Linked DNA regions of Mus musculus: all the other regions are linked to region 1. A link is a contact called in public Micro-C and promoter capture Hi-C data. All regions are on one chromosome and are shown on one strand. The core of a region is the stretch at or near the end of the contact, and the rest is flanking DNA. Distances in the headings are between cores, read along the strand shown.

Region 1 (3,550 bases), core at 929-3,428:
GCTACTACGGCCTGAAACTAAGAAAATGGTTTTAAATTGACATATTTATTTGGAACAGCCTCCAAATCAGTATTTTCCCTAATTCGCGTGCTTCTTTTCTGAGACATCCATCTATTTTCAGGTATCTACTAGGTTTCTTTCTGAAATGTCTAAAATTATTTTTAAAGACATAGGTGACTGAGAACATTAGGCCGGAGCGCGCCTTCTTGCACTCTCTCTCTCTCTCTCTCTCTCTCTCTCTCTCAACGAGCCCTCTTTGGGTCCCTGTCTCCCAATATCCACTCCTCACTTCCTCAAGAAGTAGCTGATGACAATTTGAAGGTGTGCCTGAACTTTCTGGTCCCTTCCCCGCAAGCAGAGCCCCCTCCCCCAAACATCTGGCTCCAAAAACTGTCTACCTAGTCACCAGCTCAAACCGACTTCTTTCTGCTCTTCTTACAGAAGAGCCCCACCAAACCAAGGAGCTTTAAAAAGCTTCTTTTCAAACACTTGTGCGCAGGCCGCAGCCAGCTCCAGCTAGCCCTCTTTCGCTATGCAGCCCACAAATCGCCTGCTGCAAACCCAGGAGCCAGCGGGTCACGTAGATCTGCCCTCAAGGGTTCATTCCCAAATTTCCATCTCCGCCTCCTCCTCCTCCCAGTCAATCCCGGTGAAGGTGACTAGAGAGGAGAGTAACGTGGGCTCGGAGCCCAAGCTACAGGTGTGCCTTAGGAAGTAAGGGACACGACTTTGGAGATATGATGTACCACTTAAACACCCTAAGCAGAGCCCGCAGTGTGCGGACAACCAGGCGCCTGGGGTCCCTCCACCCTGCACTCACCTGCCCTGTTTGGTGATGATCATCTCAGTTTGGTGCCGGTGGAATTTGAGCCATAGGGGCCGGTTGCACAGGTAGACGTGGGCGCGGAAGCCGGAGCCAGGCACCCCTAGGCCCCCCAATCCTCCACAAGACCCGGCCGCTGAGGTTCCGGCGTATGGCCCGTAGAGCGGAGAACCCTGGCCGTAGGGATAGGCGCCAGGACCGCCGGCACCACCGCCGCTGCTACCAGCGCCGCTCCCCGAACCCGCAGCGGGGCCGAACTGCGCCCTCGCGGGCGGGCACACGGCGGCGGGGAATCCACCGGGGGGCAGCATGGAGCCGTAGGGGTAGCGCGCGCCATTGGACGCGGGGTACACGGGTCCGTGGGCTGCTCCGGCCGCCGCCGGGTACTGGAAGAGCGAGCAGGGCGCGGCGAGCTCGGAGCCCTGCGGTCCCGGCGACGGGAGGTAGTAGCGCTCGGAGCTCAGGCTGTCCATGGAGTAGCGCGCGGTGGCCGCGGCGGTGGCGGCGGAGGGCAGCTCCTCCTCCGCGCACGGGGAGCCCTTGCGGCCGTCCGGGGGCCCGGGCTTGGCCACCGCCGAGGTGCTCCCGAAGGTGTCCCCAGCGTCCGCGTCACTGAGCATGGCCGCGGGGGCCCCCGCGCCGGCGCCTGCGGGTTCTGCGCTCCCCGCCTGGCACGGGAGACTGCCCGGAAACTTCTTGGACGCTTTGTCTAAGTCCAGCCTCTGGGGCGAGGGGGCAGCACCGGGGAGGAGGCTGACGCTCCCTCCGCCTCCCCCTCCTCCTCCGCCTCCTCCTCCTCCTCCTCCGCGAGCACTCTCCAGCGAGTAGAAGTGCGCGCCGGGCAGGTTCACCGAGCTCACCAGGAGCTGCTCTCCCAACTGCATGCTTTAGCGAATCGCAGACGGCAACCGGCTGCCTCCTCGCCTCCCGCGGCCTGGTTATAAAGGCCAGTTGGGGGAGCCAGCGCCCTCTTCCGAGGGGAAGGTAATGTCCCCTTCCTCCCTCGCCTAGGCTACCCACCTGCGGACCTGCGGGGCGGCTTCAGCGCGCGCCCAATTTAGCGTCCTTCCCTCAAGGGAACAAACTCGGGATTGTAGGTGCCCCTTTCCTTCCGCAAGAAAACAAACCCCGGGTTGTAGGTGTCTCTCTCCTTCCTTCCTTCCTTCCTTCCTTCCTTCCTTCCTTCCTTCCTTCCTTCCTTCCTTCTTTTCTTCCTTCCCTCCTTGTCTAACCTCTCAGGACCCCTACACTCACACTAAGGAAGAAGAGGACTTAGCTCTGAGTTCCCATTTAGCAACCAGCCATTTCCTCTCGGCTGGCTCTGCTAAACTCTAGGCATACTTGACCGCTTGGAAACTTGTGAGCGGTGGTTGGCTGCTTATATATGTGCGGCCAGGGAGGGGCTTCGCAGCCCCATGGCTAGGGGACTTTGCTATTGGCTGTTAGAGGTGACACTAATTCAATTAAGTATTTATTAATTGGATCGGGTCGCCTGCGAGTTTCATTTTCTCTTAGCTTATTTGGCTGTTATTGCTGGTTTGGTGTTTCTTTAAGCGTCTTTGGGAGAACTATATCCCACTGAGAATCAATCCTGGTGTACCCGGTGGCTCTATGGCGCCGGAGAAACGGGTTTGAAGTCTGCGAACATGGTCTACCCACGGCATAGGAATCATTCCTGAGTTCGGGTCTAGTTTGGCAGGTCCCAGAGGCCCGTGAAGGCGTCTTTACAAGCTCCCTGCTCGCAGGAAGGCTCAGGTCCCCGGGGGTGCAAATCTAGGGGAGGGCTGGAGAGCGACCCGAAGTCTCTGCGCACACCCTCCTTCTGACTTCCTGGCCTTCAGCACACAGGAACCGCTTTTTGTCCTGTCCCATCTTTTAGCGTAAAGACTTGGTGGAGAGAAACCTCGCGTTCAGTTTTTGGGATTCCAGAGATGGCAAAAGGATTCCGCGTCTGAATCAGAGACTCCAGCTTCTAGCTTCTGAAGTGGGCTTCTGAAGACCCAACATGAGCCTGACCGGACGAACCAAACACTCAGTATTACAACCGCGCTAAAACACCGGCTTCCCCGAGGCCGTCACTTTCATTACTCAGAATTCCCTCTGCTCGGTTTTTTCTAAACACTGGATGTTTCCTACCTCCCCCAGCCCCCGCTTTCGCCAACATCTTTGGTGGGGACTGACACTAAGACACAAAGGTTCCCTAGCAGCTGTGCAGTTAAGATTCCCTGCGCCTCTCTGCGGCACAATACAGAAGGCAGAATAATTAGTGAAATAATCAGTTTGATATTGAATTAAGCTCCTTTGCTCCAGCTGCCTGTTTTTCCCCCCTGCGTTTCCGCAAACAGTCAAGGACGGGGCCGTCATATTTTATTGTTTTATTATTACAGAAGGGGGAACACGTTTCGTTGACGATGAGAAGCCTGTACATTCTCCTCTAATAAGCAATTACGGACGCCTGCAGTAGTCGCTCCAGGAGCGCATTTTCCGGTCGAGATGTAGGGACTCTGCTTCCCCCAACCCAATGCGATCACACGGGAAACTTTTGCCGAGAACAGATGAGGTGGCCGCGGGATCTGCTAAGCGCTCAGACGCCAGCAGCAGATCCGCGCGAAGCTTTCCAACCTGGGTCCAAACCCCGCGAATCACGAACGTGGGCACGCCCGTGTTAGGGAGTGGAGCGATCCTTCATGGACTTGGATGCTGTGTGGGGTTTTGATAGAATAGCGT
Region 2 (3,521 bases), core at 565-3,064, about 19 Mb after region 1:
TCTAAGCAGGAGTTGGCTTCTAAATGTTGAAATTCTCCTGGAAGTTCGCAGAACGGTACTTCTGCTTTAGTAATCTCTAGGGAGGTGGGGGCCAGGGGGGAGCGGAAAGAAGAGAAGGGAGAGGTGAGGAGAGAGAAGGGGACGGGAGGGAAGGAGAGAGGTAGAAAGGAGAGAAGCTGAGAGTGAAGGGCCACCTTTGGAGGAATTCAAATGTTGTGTATCTGCTTTACAATAGGAAGGTAGCCTCCCCAGGTAGAGGTGAAAGTTTTCTCAGAAAGTAGGGGCTCCAGCTGCCTCTAAATAAATCAGAATGAAGATCAGTTCTCCCGGAAATTATTCCTCATCTGTGAAATGGGAATAACATCCAACACTGTTAAGAACAGCCCTAAAGCTGACCGATTTCCCGCCCCCCCCCCGCCCCCACGTTTTTGCAATCATAGGAAGCGGAAATAAATTCTCTCCTTCAAACACAACACACTACATTAAAAAAAAAGGCCCTCCCTTCTTGCCGCCCACCTACCCCCACTCGCAGCTTCTGGTAGCCGACTGCGCCGTGGGCATTTCGGCCTGTCCTCCTCCCGGGAGAGACTGGCTAGCGCAAAAGCCAATAAGTCTGGAACACACTCCAGTCCTTCAGGACCCGGGACAATGGTTTCCATTTAATAAATATTTCCCCCAAGGGCATTTCGCATCGGCCAGGCAATTATTCAAAGAAAACAGGCTCGCAGGTTGGCTCGGCGGGTTATTTCGTCCTCTTTACCCGAAGAATGCTCATCTGACTCGAGAAACGAGCCCCCATCCTCACTGGGTGGGAAAAGGCACCCTGAGAAAAATTGACCCTAGCTAAGAGGGTACAGCCTGAGGCTCCACGCTGCAGGCGCAGAAGAGAGACCAGGAAGGTCCCCAAGCCCCGCCTTCCCTCTGCCCTTGCAGTTTGGACGTTGAGGGAAGCTTCGAGTTTTAAATCGCCTAATAATAATAACATAGGTGAATAAGAATCAGGATGGACCTCTGCCTACCACACTCAACCCTCAAAGTGAAGAGTCCTAGTGGCAAGGGCCCCCAAAGTGAAGAGTGTTAAGGGCTTGCCAATCAGGACTCTAAACCTCTGCGAAGCCCGCATGAAGCATCCTGGTCTCGGCTCAAAGCTCTTGGCTCCGACCCCCAGGGACCCAGAACTGCTCCGCAGAGCGTCCTGGATTACAGGTGGAGGCGCCGCCTAAAGCCAACCTGGGAGAATGATACCAAAGCACCGTAGATGTTCTGGCGCGAAAAGTTTATTTTGGTTTTGGCCTGAGTTTGATATATTCTTTTCCTCTCCCAAGGATCTTTGACAAGTGTGTGTTGTTGGGGGCGGGGTGGGGGTAGAGGGTGCTGTCTTCCCATTTGGTGACGGGACTGTCCTATTTATCTACGTGAGCTCTGGGCTTGCTGGCTTGGCTGACAGCTTCCTGGGTCTTTATATTATTAGAAGCACCGGTTCTCCTTTGAACAACTGGGGAAGAAAAACAGGGGTCACGAAGAGTTTTAATTTTTTGACAGTGCCAGAGACAATGTGAACCCCCGCCCCGAATCCTGAGCTATCAAGCCGCTCTGTTCGCGGTGGCGGTCTCTCTGTCCCTCATACCTCTCCCCGCCCCCATCAGGGACGCTCCGGGTTTCCACTACTCGCGAGTTGGCAGGTGCGCCCCCTCGCCTTCCCTGCTGCTGATTGGAGCCCAGGTTGGGGAGTCGCCGCCCCGCGCTTATGTCAGAGTGCGTGCGGTCCCGGCCCACCTCGCCTTTGAACTTCGCCGCTTTTGGCTGCAGTTCACCAGCCTCCCCGCATTCTCGGCCAGGTGCAGTGCTAGGCAAAGCAGCGCCCGGAAACCACGGGAGGGGGGGAGCCACGGCCAGAGAAGCCAGGGGAGAGACGGGAAGGAGAGAAGGCGAAGGTGAAGAGGGAGCGAAGGAGGAATCTCCTGCCCTTGCCAGAAAATTACCTAGCCACTTAATCCCAAGACTCTGGTACTTGGGCCCCAATCTCTGGTGCCCACAGACTCCAGGCCGAGCGCCCTCTCATCCCCGCTGCCCTTCCTACCCTTCGGCCCCCTGGGGGCTGCCTGGGGGCTGGGACTGGCATGATCAGTTGAAAACTTTGCAGGGTCAGCTCTTCTCTCTGATTTCCCCTCTGCGGCTCCGAGACGAGGGGAGTTCAGAGTCCCGGGCTCAGGACGGACAGAAAGACAGACGGCCAACCGCGCCCAGGCTCGCCCGCAGAGCCCCTGCATTCCCCGCCCCCGCCCGCCTCGCCGGGACCATGTCCAAACCTTCAGACCACATCAAGCGGCCCATGAATGCCTTCATGGTATGGTCCCGGGGCCAGCGGCGCAAGATGGCCCAGGAAAATCCCAAGATGCACAACTCGGAGATCAGCAAACGCCTGGGCGCCGAATGGAAGCTCCTGTCCGAGGCAGAGAAGCGGCCTTACATCGATGAAGCCAAAAGGCTGCGCGCCCAACACATGAAGGAGCACCCTGACTACAAGTACCGGCCGCGGCGCAAGCCGAAGAACCTGCTCAAGAAGGACAGGTATGTCTTCCCCCTGCCCTACCTGGGCGACACGGACCCGCTCAAGGCGGCCGGCCTGCCCGTGGGGGCTTCCGACGGCCTCCTGAGCGCGCCCGAGAAAGCCCGGGCCTTCTTGCCGCCTGCCTCGGCACCTTACTCCCTGCTGGACCCTGCGCAATTTAGTTCCAGTGCCATCCAGAAGATGGGTGAAGTGCCCCACACGTTGGCCACCAGCGCGCTGCCCTACGCGTCCACCCTGGGCTATCAGAACGGCGCCTTCGGCAGTCTCAGCTGCCCCAGCCAGCACACGCACACGCACCCGTCCCCCACCAACCCGGGCTACGTGGTGCCCTGTAACTGTACCGCCTGGTCTGCCTCCACCCTGCAGCCCCCTGTCGCCTACATCCTCTTCCCAGGCATGACCAAGACTGGCATAGACCCTTATTCGTCAGCCCACGCTACGGCCATGTAACCCCAAGCTTGGCCCGGACCTGATGGGTAGCGTGGAAGCAGAGATCTGAATCCTTTCCTTTGCACCTAGTCTGGCCCGCAGATGCCTCTGGGTCAGGCCTGCCGCTGCCCCTTGCCCACCCCAGACTCTGCCTCTCTCTTCCAGGGGGGAAGGGAAGGGCCATCATCCTGGACCCAAGGCACAGACTGGTGCCAGAAATTTGCAAACATTTAGAAAGCTACACATCTTCTTCCCCTCTCCCGACTCTCCCAAAGCAAGTCTCGACTGTACCCCCTTTGGACAAAAAAAAAAGTAGGCAGTTTTGCTTTATTTACGTCCCCCTCACTGTCCGCGGATAGGCTTTGGACTCGGAACTCCCAGATCCTGGTATTATATCTAGAATATGCGTATATATATATTTTTTCCTTTCCCACTGAAGAAAAAGAGCTGAGTCTTGGTGCTGTGCCGTCAGACACAGCTAGGCACCATTTGCTCTTCCTGTGTGTGGGGAGGTGAAAGG
Region 3 (3,138 bases), core at 30-2,529, about 20 Mb after region 1:
GTGGCGGGGCTGGCGGGGGCGCAGCGGCCGCGTGCAGATGATGTGCGTGAGGGTGCGGGTGAGGGTGCGGCGGCGGTGGCGGCGGCGGTGGTGCGGCAGGAGGGCCCCCCAGGCCGTTGTAGGAGTTCACGACGCCCGGAGGCAGCGCCATGCTCTGCACGCGCGAGTACGGCCCGTAGGAGGCGGCGGGGCCCGCCAGCCCCTTGACCACCGCGGCTGCACCGGGGCTGCCCGGGCCGGCGGCTGCAGCGGCTGCAGCAGCGGCCGCCGCAGCCGCCGCCATCTGGCAGGAGGCGTAGGGCATGGGCGAGGGAGGCTGCGGCAGGGGCCAGGAGTTGTTGAGGAACCCCGATTGCAGGTACTTGGGTGGCGCCAGGTAGCCATAGCCATCGGCCCCAGCTCCGGGCACGCCGCAGCCACCCGCCGCTCCTCCGCTCCCGAAGAGCCCCTTGCCGGGCTGGAAGTGAGCGGGCGGCGGCCGGAAGGGCCGCTTCATGCGGCGGCGGCGCCGGTAGTTGCCCTTCTCGAACATGTCCTCGCAGGCCGGGTCGAGCGTCCAGTAGTTGCCCTTGCGCTCGCCGCCGCCCTCGCGCGGCACCTTGATGAAGCACTCGTTGAGGCTGAGGTTGTGGCGGATGCTATTCTGCCAGCCCTTCTTGTTCTTCTCGTAGAACGGGAACTTGGCTATGATGTACTGGTAGATGCCGGACAGAGTGAGCCTCTTCTCGGCGCTCTCGCGGATCGCCATGGCGATGAGCGCCACGTACGAGTACGGGGGCTTCTGCGCGGGGTCTGGTTTCTCCGGTGTTGTCCCGCCTCCCTTGCCGGGACTCGGCGGCGACGCCTCGGCCTCTTTGACTGCGCGTCCGCTCTCCGGAGCCAGCAGGGTCCCCGCCGTGTCTTCGGGCTCGGGGTAGCTGGCCATCATGACAAAAGCCGGCTCTCCGCGGCCGGGCAGCCCGGAGGCTGTGCTCTCCTGGTGCAGGCTCGCCTTGCAGGCGGGCGCAGGAGTGTGCGCTCGGCGCAGAGCCTCTAACTTCTGCAGGCTGCGGGGACCGGAGGCCTCGCGCGGCTCTCACTCTCTTCTCTTTTCCCCCCGGGGAGCGGTCTGCGGGAGTGGAAGTCAGCCTCTGGCCATCGGGAGTCTGCCCAACAGCGAGGGGCTCCGGCCCCGCCGCCCCTCCCCGCCCAGGCCAGTCCCCGCCTCGGTGGGTTTTCTTGGCTGAGCTCTCCCCTCCCCCCACCGCCCGGTTTCCCCGAGGCGCGACCCGCGTCTCTGGCGCAGCCGCCTCCTGGAGTCCCTAGTGCGCCAGGAGCCTCGCTCCGTTCTGATTCGTATGGGCTCCGCAGAGTTCCGCTTGCGTCAGGGGCCTTCGCCCCTATAGCGGGGCAGCCAGCAGCGCACGGGCGAGTTCATCTCTAAGTCTCCTTTTTTTTTTAAACGGCCGGCAGAACTTGGACCGGCCTTCCCGAGCCTCCGGAGCCTCCCGGGCCCAGCCAACAGCCTGCCTCACGCTCTTACGAGTCTTGAAAATCTGCGGGTGTTTGCTTCGCCGAAAAGCCCTGGTTGGGGCTCGCTGCGCCCTGCCAGTGCCCCGGGAATGCTGACCCCAGCGAGGAGAGGTGATCCAAGCCTCTGGGCAGCTTTCAGGTGAAAGAAAACAAAACCCTTTGCTCTGTGCTTCGGGCTGTGCTGGGGCTAGACTTCTAGCTTTGAGGCTTAGGGAGGGGCGAGATGGCAAGGGGGCCGGACCGGGGTGGAGTGGCCGAACTTTGCGGCAGCTGGAGGTAAACCAGCTCAGAGCTCGTGTCACGGAAGGCAGAAGCTTCGGCCTGCTCTGTCCCTCGAGCTCTCTGAGCCCAATTGAGGCTGGGGAGAGGATCGCTGGGAAGAGACACCCAGGAGTACCGCTCACTGGCATCGGACGTTTCGCTTCTCTGTGCTGAGGTGGATGTAGGGACCAGCTTTCTCCTTGGAACTCGCCTTGCAATCCCACAATTTGGGTGTGTGTTTTAAAGATCAAGTGGTATCCCTTGTACTCTGGCTTGGACACAGACGAGGATGTTGCTGAGGGGCTTTGGGGACTGTTGCGTGCACAAGTGTCACGCGTGGAAGGCACGGGGCAAAAATCTGTTCTTAAAGACACACGTGATACTGCGCAAGTGTGCTGTTCAGAAACCCAGGTATGCTTATATATGTACAATGTGTGAGACTTGTATTTGCTTATTTTTGCTTAGTGAGGTGTATGAATCAAGCACCAGAGTACATGGTTGTATCCATGAACATGGTTCGTGGATACAACCTCTTTTTTTTTTTTTTTTCCTGTCTTCCTTTGTCCTTCCTACCCTTACAGCCGTTACCTGCATCTTCTCCTTCCAGCATAGGTAAGGAAGGAAAACCACAGGCTGGGGAGGCGCTTTCTCGCGTCCCAGTCACGAATGGACAGTAGTCTTTCCCCTTGTTTTTAAGATAATAGCCGAAGTCTGGTGGGGATCCAGTTACATCTCCGAAAATAGAAAACGGACTTAGAGGAATTCCTTCCGTGCCAGCACAACATCAGGTGTGCCCTGTCACTCAGCCTTAACACAGGTTTGCAGTCTTGGAAGTGTGAGAGAGGCTGAGGAAGAGTGATCAGACACGTTGTGAAGGATAATGGTCTGAATGAATGATGTGTGCCAGTCACACATCTAGGTGGCTATCCCAGTGCCTGTTTCTACCTCTTTCTTTCAGGTTGCTTGGACTTTAAGAGTTCTCCAGAATGCCACGAGCCCACACTGGCCAGTGGCTCCAGCGGTCCGAAGACCATTTATCTACAGTGTGTGCTTGTGCTTCCCACTTTGAGATGAAGGGAAAGGAGGACTCTGTGTGTGTGTGTGTGTGTGTGTGTGTGTGTGTGTGTGTGTGTGTGTAGTCCAACATCTCAAAGATGACTACAGAGAGGTCAGCCAGGCAAACCCGGCCTAACCACCAGGATACAAGGGAGGTAGGCTTCTCTAAATTTCTCTGAGAAATACCCACATCTAGCCCTTATTGACAGTATCCCCAAGTAGCCTCCATGTTTTTCTAAGCTATCCCTCACCGCCCTGAGCACACTCAAGAGACAAACAGCACTTCTTCAATACTTGTCTGTTTTCTGA

What was found. Promoter capture Hi-C pulls out the DNA fragments that hold promoters and counts their contacts. A called contact is a pair of places that touch in the nucleus more often than the background predicts.
Region 2: a Micro-C map of embryonic stem cells shows a contact between it and region 1, with 29 times the contacts expected there. The contact joins the promoter of Sox14 here to the promoter of Eomes in region 1. A contact is called at or near these places in 2 of 39 promoter capture datasets (cranial neural crest and embryonic stem cells), 3 of 484 Hi-C or Micro-C datasets (all in embryonic stem cells) and 1 of 115 datasets of contacts at active chromatin or transcription factors (embryonic stem cells).
Region 3: a contact with region 1 is called in a promoter capture Hi-C map of embryonic stem cells, with 7 read pairs. The contact joins the promoter of Foxl2os here to the promoter of Eomes in region 1. A contact is called at or near these places in 4 of 39 promoter capture datasets (cranial neural crest, embryonic stem cells and hippocampal neurons) and 3 of 484 Hi-C or Micro-C datasets (all in embryonic stem cells).

What each region holds. Positions count from the first base shown.
Region 1 is chr9:118,476,817-118,480,366 of GRCm38.p6, reverse strand. Eomes (eomesodermin) reads right to left here and starts at 2,178. Exons shown (of 6, transcript NM_010136.3): 1 at 821-2,178. The coding sequence starts at 1,707. It overlaps Gm33408 (a long non-coding RNA gene), which reads left to right and starts at 1,719. Exons shown (of 5, transcript XR_871338.1): 1 at 1,719-1,807.
Region 2 is chr9:99,874,463-99,877,983 of GRCm38.p6, reverse strand. It overlaps Sox14 (SRY (sex determining region Y)-box 14), which reads left to right and starts at 1,814. Exons shown (of 1, transcript NM_011440.1): 1 at 1,814-3,521. The coding sequence starts at 2,300. The coding sequence ends at 3,022.
Region 3 is chr9:98,953,451-98,956,588 of GRCm38.p6, reverse strand. It overlaps Foxl2os (forkhead box L2, opposite strand), which reads left to right and starts at 1,279. Exons shown (of 8, transcript NR_003248.3): 1 at 1,279-2,184; 2 at 2,355-2,385; 3 at 2,471-2,561; 4 at 2,732-2,984. It overlaps Foxl2 (forkhead box L2), which reads right to left and starts at 982. Exons shown (of 1, transcript NM_012020.2): 1 at 1-982. The coding sequence starts at 928.